Regions from separate parts of the Mus musculus genome. Here all the other regions are linked to region 1. A link is a contact called in public targeted proximity ligation data. All regions are on one chromosome and are shown on one strand. The core of a region is the stretch at or near the end of the contact, and the rest is flanking DNA. Distances in the headings are between cores, read along the strand shown.

Region 1 (2,700 bases), core at 142-2,641:
TTTTGCTTTCCCTCTTCTGAGTTCTCAGAGTCTTCACTCACAATGCTAGCTTGGCCCTTGGTCCCTCATGTACAGGAGCTGGCTGGCTGTTTTTCCATTAGGATCACTGAATAAGATAATTGGAGCCCTGTCTTTCTCTTCAGCAGGCTCAGCACAGTGGGTGCTCCACAGAGGGTGTGCAGACAAGCTGGAAGGGGAACCTGGGGCAGTGTCACAGGGTCAGCCCTTATAGGTGGCTTGTCAACTCCCAGTGGCAATCAGAGAGCCCAGACCACTCCGAGGAGCCCTCCAGGTGGCGGTCTTAGCTTGCGAAGCAACAGGCTGTGGGGACCTAGGAGGTTTCAGGTGCTTCAGCCCTGTTGCTCAGGCACCTGGGGGGCGGGGGTGGGGGTGGGGGAGGAGCCAGAGGCCAGGATCTCTACATGGCATGGCAGCTTGGCAGGCAGCCCAGTGGCTTCCAGTTCCCAGGCTCTTGGCAGAATGTGTTAATTAACTGCTCTGATGGAGGTCTCTAAGGAGGAGAGAACCAAGCAGGGGAAAGTAATAATTAGTGCTCATTAGTGGTAGTGCCTGCTGGGAGTTTGGCCTTCTGAAAACGTGGCTGGGCTTCAGAAAGTCTCCTGGGCACTGAACAGGGGGAGGGAGAGAGGAATCCACATTCTCCCTGACTAGGAGGGTTTCCCTCAGGCTTGGAGAAGGGGCTGCCCTTAGTCATTAGTGTCCCTCATAGCAATCCACCTCCATTCTTCTAGCCATCTATCCCAGAAGAGGCGTATTGAATAGGCAAGGATCCTGGAAGCCCGACCAATCACTTGCAGGCTGGAATTTAGCTGATTGGTCGTTTTATTACGCTTACTCACCGGGTGGAAGACTGGCGGCTGCAGGATGAAGCTGTCAGGAATCGGGTCCAGGTGTTCGTCAGTTGACATGGGGGAGGGGCAACTTCAACTCAGCCTCTGATCCTGATTCCAGCAACGCGATTCCCCACGGAATGGACTCACTTTTCCCAGCCTCTGCAACAGCTATCCAAGCTGTTAGTCTTACTTGTTCGCTATGGAGTTCTAATGCTTCTTGGAGCCGACCTGGGAGGGGCACTGGCCCACCTCTAGGAACCACATCAACCCCCGCTATGATGGTACAGCAGCAGCTTTGCTGGACTGGACCTGCTAGCAGAAACTCCCGCGCGTCCAGGGGCGGGTAGCTGGCACTCACTCATGGACTTGCTAACTAGCCCATCTGTGTCTGTGTCTGAAGCACTTGGCCACTTCAAAGGGAAGCCTAGGGCCGGCTCATTTCAGCGAGGGCTTTTGTTTCCTGGGGCTCACCTGGGCCTTCAGCGGATAGTAGGAAGGGAAGCTGCTGCTGCTGGTGGTACACGTGTGCAGGTTCCTTAAGAGGCCCCGCCCCCAGGTTCCTGGCTCCTCCCGCATTCATTCCCTGGTTGCTTTCCCCTCTCTTCCCCTTTCCCCCAAGTTGTTCAGTCCCTTGAGGCCATTTCAGCATTAGCTGCAAATGCCAGGGACCAGCTAGGGTCACAAGAAAGTGGAGTGACAAAGGCCAGGCAGAGGAGGGCTCCCTTGGTCTCAGACAAAGCAGCACTGGCTAGAGGGAACACAGCCTCTGCTCTTACATGCTGTGTCCTTCCACAAGTCACTTCTCCTTGAGCCTCCCTTTGTTCATCCCGGTGTCACAAGGGTGACCATGGCTGGGCTTTGTGTTTGAGCCTGGACCCATATTGCTGTTTTAGGAGAGGCCTCTAGGCCTGGCTCAGATTCCAGTTAAAGTTCCTCTTTCAAAATAGCATAACTCCTCAACTTTAGCCTACGTTGGGAGGTTTCCTGATCTAACTATGGGGTCAGACTTGGCAGCAGGGAATTCCTGGTATGTCAGCTACACAGGGTGTTGGTACAGTCGTTCCAGGGATAAGAGCGCCATGTGAGGGGCCTGGCGGAGGGATTGGGCAGGTCTACCTCACCTGATCTCCCCACCTAGAAGTTTGCCAGAAAGGTGAACTGTGGCGTCTCCACCCCGGGACCTACTGGAGAAAGCTCTTTGGGAGTGAAGTCCAGGAAATGGCCTTGCAGGCAATTCTACTGAGCATTAATGAGAAACCCTGACTTGGGTTCTAACTGAAAGCACTTTGGGTGCCAAGCAAGGAGTTTGTTCAGCTGTGGCTGGGTAGGTGTGGCAGGAGAGCTGAAGGTGTTTCTGTGGGAAATCCAATCCTGGGTGTGTTCAGAAAGAGATATGTTCGCCACAGTGGGGAGGAGAAACGGCAGGTGGAGAGACCAGTTGAGCCAGGCTATAGTGCCCTGCACTGTAGTCAGATCTGGGTCCCCAAGGCTAGTGGTGCCCTTCCCCCACCCCACATCAGCCCTGCTGGGAAATGAGGGAGGAGGGTGCACTCATTTACTTGGGTTGTCATAACAAAATACAACAGATTGGGTGGGGTGTAAACAACAGAACTCTATTTTGTCTCTGTTCTAGAAGTTCAAGATCAAAGTGTTGTCTGGGACCTCTGTTGTGGGTTGGCAGCCAGCCTTGTTCTCATACAGTTGTCTCTGCTGGGAGGGTCTTGGACGATTGCAGAATACCTTAAGAATCCATTCCGCAGACCAAGAAAGGGACCTTCTTCACCTGGGAGTCAGTTGACAACATCTGGACACTTGATGGAATAATTAGAGGGTGTGAACATTAGGA
Region 2 (2,700 bases), core at 114-2,613, 550 kb before region 1:
AGAATTCTGGTCCTCTGGAACAGCAGTCAGGGATCTTAACTGCTGAGTCATCTCTCCAGCCCCGGGATTTAAATCCCTCCCCCACCCCCGCTTTCTTTTTAAATAAAAATGTAGAGTCTCACTGGGTAGCTCTGACAACCAGCTCTCAGGTAGGCCAGGCTGGTGTGGAACTGAATATGAAGTAGTGGCTAACCGGGAACAGGTTACAGGCATATGTCATTATGGAATATGAGGAAAAAAAAAATTAGCCGGGCAGTGGTGGCGCACGCCTTTAATCCCAGCACTTGGGAGGCAGAGGCAAGCAGATTTCTGAGTTTGAGGCCAGCCTGGTCTGCAGAGTGAGTTCCAGGACAGCCAGGGCTACAAAGAGAAACTCTGTCTCGAGAAGAAAAAAAAAAAACAACAACAACAACAACAACAACAACAAAAGAAAAGGAGAAAAATAAAGAAGAAAAAAATTATCCTTCTTAGGTCACTACTCTAGTGTTTCTATACACCCACATTTATAGATCCATATTCTCTCTCCTTTTCTCCTTTTTTTTTTTGGTTTTTGGTTTTTGAAGACAGGGTTTCTCTGTGTAGCTCTGGCTGTCTGGAACTCTCTGTAGACCAGGCTAGCCTCGAACTCAGAAATCAGCTTGCCTCTGCCTCCCAAGTGCTGGGATTAAAGGCATACGCCACCACTGCCCGGCTCTTTTTTATATTGATTGTTAGACTGACCTATTGACTGAGACAGGGTCTTGCTATGTGGCTGCCTTGTAAGTCAGGCTGATCCTAAACTTTCCTAAGATCCTCCGCCCTCACCCTCTGGAATGCTGGATTGTAAGTATGCCTTACCATGCCTATTTGACACCTAGGTTTCTTCCTGTCAAATCTCACTAATGTCTTGTGAGCTGCTGTGGAATTCAGTCGGCGCTGCTTGGCTCTTGGAGCTTAAGGGAGGTCGAGCTCTTCAGAAAAGTTGCCCCACCCTAACACATAGGTCCGCGGCACCTATCACCCCCGCCCCACCTTGGCAGGCTGGAACGTGCAGCTGCTGTGGATCAGAAGCAGAGCTGGGTGATGCGGAGGCACCAACACAAGTCCAGGTCTCTCTATGCCTACAAAACACGCGATAGGACCGAGTTTACTTATGAGCCACGGCAACTAGGCGGAAAGAACTAGAAGCCGACTTGGCGGGAAAACCCACGCACGGAGTGCCTTGTCGAATCACCGAGCTTCGGAAGGTTGGCTGCAGCCACACTCGGGAGGACACAGACAGGCTGGGTGCGCACGTGTGTGCTACCAGTGCGTGAGCGCAGTGGGCCGGGACGGAACTACAAGTTCCAGGGTGCCCAGCGGCGCGCCGCCCGCGGTCTCTAAGCAGGTCGCCACGGGCTGGCACGCGCCACTCTCGTCCCAGAGTAAATAAGGGACCGAGCGCGACTCTCCGGAGCACCGTAAATAGAGTCCGAGTGGGCGGGGAGCCGCCCGGCACCGCCTGCTCATGTCGCTGCAGAGCCAAGTGTCCGGCCGCCTGGCACAGCTGCGCGCGGCGGGGCAGCTGCTGGTCTCCCTGCGCCCCTGGCCCGGCCGCTCGGCGGGTGGCCCGCGGCCCCGTGGCAGTGCGTGCGGTCCCCTGGTGGCACTGGGCGAGCACGGCTACTGCGCGTGGCTCTCGGCGGGAGTTGGGGCGTGGGGGGCGGCGGGGCGTGGAGCCTGGGTGCGCACCTGGGCCCCCCTGGCCATGGCCGCGAAGGTGGACCTGAGCACCTCCACCGACTGGAAGGAGGCCAAATGTAAGTGTGAGCGCAGGGCGTGGGTCTCCCCGGCCGAAAGGCACTCCACGAGCAACTGAGACACTCGGGAACCCCTTTAGCCCACATCCATACCCAGCTCCTACACCAGGTTACCCCTTGACTAAACGAGTGGGGAAGGCGGCCTTACCTCAGCAATGGTCCCAGGTAGTCCACACCCCCCACACCCCCAGATCCTCTGGGATCTGCCACCTTCCTCCATGCATGCACAGGAGGGAAACTGAGGCTTAGGGCCAGAGTTCACTTCCCCAAGGTCAGGCTGGGAGTGTGCAAAGGCAAAGTGTAGAAGCTTGGCCTATCAGGTAGGGTCAGGTAGCCCCAAGAATGGCAGCTCGGGGGCCTCTCTGGGAGTATGGTAGGTGCCCGTTTTGCCCTCCTGCTGGCTTCTGGCCCCTTGCCAGCACTTTGCTCCTTCTTGAGGGACTGGGATCATAGAACTTGGAGAGCAGGCTGACATCGGGCGTGGGCTTGTGAGAATCACTGACTCCCTCAAGAATGAAAGTATTTCTCCTCCTGGACGGGCATGCCAGGAAGGGGCCACGGGTCCCGGACGACCTAGTCGCTAACTGGAATGCAAAGTGCAGAGCCCCAAATAGCCCTGAGTGGCAGTCCAGCTGCCCCTGCCTTTCAGCGCCAGTGCTTCCCTTATTATTCCGGGCCGATCCTCCTCCCAATGAGCGGCTAAGGCCATTGGCTGGGCTGCTAGTGGGCGTGACCATGGGGGCTGGGTCAAGCGGGGTTGAAGGTAACCTCAGATTGGTTCCTTTTTAGAAAAGAGAGCTCTCCCTTGTTGCAAGTCTGCCCAGGATCCTAAAGCACTTGACAGTCTTCTTTGGGAGCAATCAGAACTTGCCACTCCCTCAACCTTGGCCGGGAGTTGCGGGGCTCGTCCAGAATTCCAGCA
Region 3 (2,700 bases), core at 1-2,500, 620 kb before region 1:
ATTGCCCATGAGTTCCATGCTCAGAGGCACCACCACCTCCCTGGGCTGGCATGTGGCACGTGCATAAACGTCTATCCATGGCACCACTGTGGGCAGACCCAGATGGATTAAGTTCTTATCAGGTCTCCTGAAGCTCCTCTGAGCATGTAGCCTCTCTGATACCCTATCACCACCACCCCAACCATCTTTTAAACCTGTCTTTCTCTGCCTTGTTTCTCAAGAAATGATTAAGCCCTCTGCCTCAGTTTCTTCCTCTATGGAATGGTATCGCCCAAAGGAGTTGGGATCACGCAAGATAAGGGATATGAAATCAGAGCAAGTGCTAACCCCTCTTAGTACTGGCTGGTGGCAAGTTATTGTTAACTATTATTACCTTTCTTCTGGTGGCTGGGGCCATCAAACTGGGACACAGGGGCCTGTGGGAAAGAAGATACCTGGGCCCAAGATGCACTCTAAAAGGGCTGGCCCTGTGGCTATGTAAGGGCTCCGTCCTTGAGTCAGGCTTCTGCGCCTTTCTGACACCTTTCCAGATTTATTCTGTTCCCAAGACCTTGGTTCTAATTTTTCTTGTATACTCAGACATCTGGTACTTTCCCTGGCCCAAGACCCACCAGGCATACTCTGGGAATGGTACTAAAGCCCAAGCCTTAGCGCTGGGCTTGTTTTAGGTCAGGAGCCAGGATAGTGGGAGACAAACGAGGTTCGGAGGGCACGGAGGCAGCTCCGCCCTACAACCGCCCAGGGGATGGGGTGAGGTGGGGGAGTGGCCCCAGGGGCATGGGCTAGGACTAGCGGGCCTTCGCCAAGGGGCACCTCTTAAGGGATATTCCCGGTTTGAACTGAGGATCCCCTCGACAGAGGTAGCAGGCGCCTCCCCACTTCCGCCAACCTTGAGAGGGCACCGCGGGCGGGCGGGCGAGCTAGCGAGCGGGATGTCGCGGACGCACGTACCTGGGTGCGAGCCAGCTGCAGCAGTGCAACAAGCAGCAGGCGACGGAGCAGGGGGCTCATGGTGCCCGCGGGGGGCGAGCGCCGGGAGCGCCCGCATGGCCCTAGCCCGGCGGCGTGGGGGGCGGCGGCAGCCAGAGCCCCATGGCGCGGGCCCGGGGACCCGGGGCGGGGCGCAGGGGGCGGCTCCTCCGCGGCCCCCTCCCGAGCCCTGGGCGCAGGCAGCGCAACGCAGCGCCGCAGCGACGGCCTGAGGAACAAGACAGGCAGGCGGCCTGTAGTGGCGGCGGTGGTGGCCGGGACGGCGGGCAACGGGGACGGCGGGGGGTGGCAGGGGGCCTGGCCGGGGCTGGCGGGCAAGAGGCTCATGTGACCTAAACACGCGCTCCCCACCGGGCCGCGGGCGGAGGCGGGGCGGGGGCGGAGCCGGTCCCCTCCAAACGCCCCCTCCCGCCGCTGCAGGGGAAAGGGGACACACCGCCCTGGAGGCCGAGCTCCGGGGGTCGCTGCCTCACGAGGGGAGGGGTGAGGAGATGCGTGACCTGAAGGACCGAATCGGACAGGCGTCTGAAAATGAGTTTATTGCACGTGTAGTTCTGGACAGGCAGCAGGGAGAGGACCAATGAAGGTCCCATTTAGTTAAGCCTCTCAGGGGCTTGTGTCCTGGGGCATGATCCTGGAGCTTTCTGGAGGCAGGGAGGGTTCTGCCCGAGGCTGCTGCCTCTGCTGGCGCTCCTGCTGAATCCTGGCTCTGTTGGCCCTGGAAAGAAAAACAGGATCAGGACAGACATCCTGGAGGGTGGTGCTGAAGCAGGAAGCAAAGTCAGAGCAGTGACAGACCTGGCCCTGGCCCGAGTGTCATTGTAGATGGCTGTAATGATCCGGTCCTTTTCATCCATGAAGCTGCGATGCACCTGCTCCAGCTTCCTGTGAAGGAATTGCAGTTAACTCCGAGTCTCCGAACTCTGGTGTCCCTCAAACCCTGGTCCTTGACCAGGTTCTAGCATCTCTCACACAACTTTACATCTCTCTCTATAACAGACACCAAGTGGCCCAAGTCCCAGAACTAGGTGGCACCCTAAGTCACTGGCTGTCCTGTGAAGAAGGTTGGTGAAACAGCTCTGAAATCAGGTTGCCTCTCCCAGAAGACTAGAAAGGGGGCATATTTAGGTAATCTCCATTGCTAGATACTACGGACAATGGGCTCCATCCTTTGGGTTTCTATGCCACAGAAAACTGGTATGACAGCATGCATTCGAGTGTATGGTGAGGTCCTGGCAGCTACCATGGACTGTCACTGTTATACGGCACTTGTCCTTCCTCGCTCTTTCTTTCTTTTCTTTTATTTTTTTTTATGGTTTTTTGAGACAGGTTTTCTCTGTATAGCCTTGGCTGTCCTGGAACTCACTTTGTAGACCAGGCTGGCCTCGAACTCAGAAATCCACCTGCCTTTGCCCCCCAAGTGCTGGGATTAAAGGCGTGCACCACCACTGCCTGGCCCTCTTTCTTTCTATATTGAGACACAGTTTAATGTAGCCTAGGCTAGCCTCAAACTCCATATGTAACCAAAGATGACCCTGAACTTAAAAAATTTGCAAAAAAAAAAAAAAAAAAAATTGCTTGGTGGTGATGGTGCACTGACTTCGAGGCCAGCCTGGTCTACACAGGGAGTTCCAGGTCAGCCAGTTCTACACAAAGAAACCCTGTCTCAGAGAAACAAAACAAAACAAATCAAAACAAAACAAAAAGGAA

The links.
Region 2: a targeted proximity ligation map of pancreatic cancer cells shows a contact between it and region 1. A contact is called at or near these places in 5 of 39 promoter capture datasets (the 3T3-L1 cell line, 3T3-L1-derived adipocytes, embryonic stem cells and 1 more), 17 of 484 Hi-C or Micro-C datasets (B cells, the Ba/F3 cell line, the G1E-ER4 cell line and 10 more) and 4 of 130 datasets of targeted methods (the NIH/3T3 cell line, T-cell acute lymphoblastic leukemia, embryonic stem cells and 1 more).
Region 3: a targeted proximity ligation map of pancreatic cancer cells shows a contact between it and region 1. A contact is called at or near these places in 2 of 39 promoter capture datasets (cranial neural crest and second pharyngeal arch cranial neural crest) and 1 of 130 datasets of targeted methods (pancreatic cancer cells).

Annotation. Positions count from the first base shown.
Region 1 is chr19:7,605,802-7,608,501 of GRCm38.p6, forward strand. It overlaps Lgals12 (lectin, galactose binding, soluble 12), which reads right to left and starts at 1,392. Exons shown (of 10, transcript NM_001356574.2): 1 at 1,326-1,392; 2 at 861-1,022. The coding sequence starts at 929.
Region 2 is chr19:7,055,405-7,058,104 of GRCm38.p6, forward strand. Macrod1 (mono-ADP ribosylhydrolase 1) reads left to right here and starts at 1,364. Exons shown (of 11, transcript NM_134147.4): 1 at 1,364-1,778. The coding sequence starts at 1,487.
Region 3 is chr19:6,986,401-6,989,100 of GRCm38.p6, forward strand. Vegfb (vascular endothelial growth factor B) reads right to left here and starts at 1,251. Exons shown (of 7, transcript NM_001185164.1): 1 at 952-1,251; 2 at 374-416; 3 at 1-86. The coding sequence starts at 1,011. It overlaps Dnajc4 (DnaJ heat shock protein family (Hsp40) member C4), which reads right to left. Exons shown (of 7, transcript NM_001357001.1): 6 at 1,789-1,875; 7 at 1,511-1,708. The coding sequence ends at 1,597.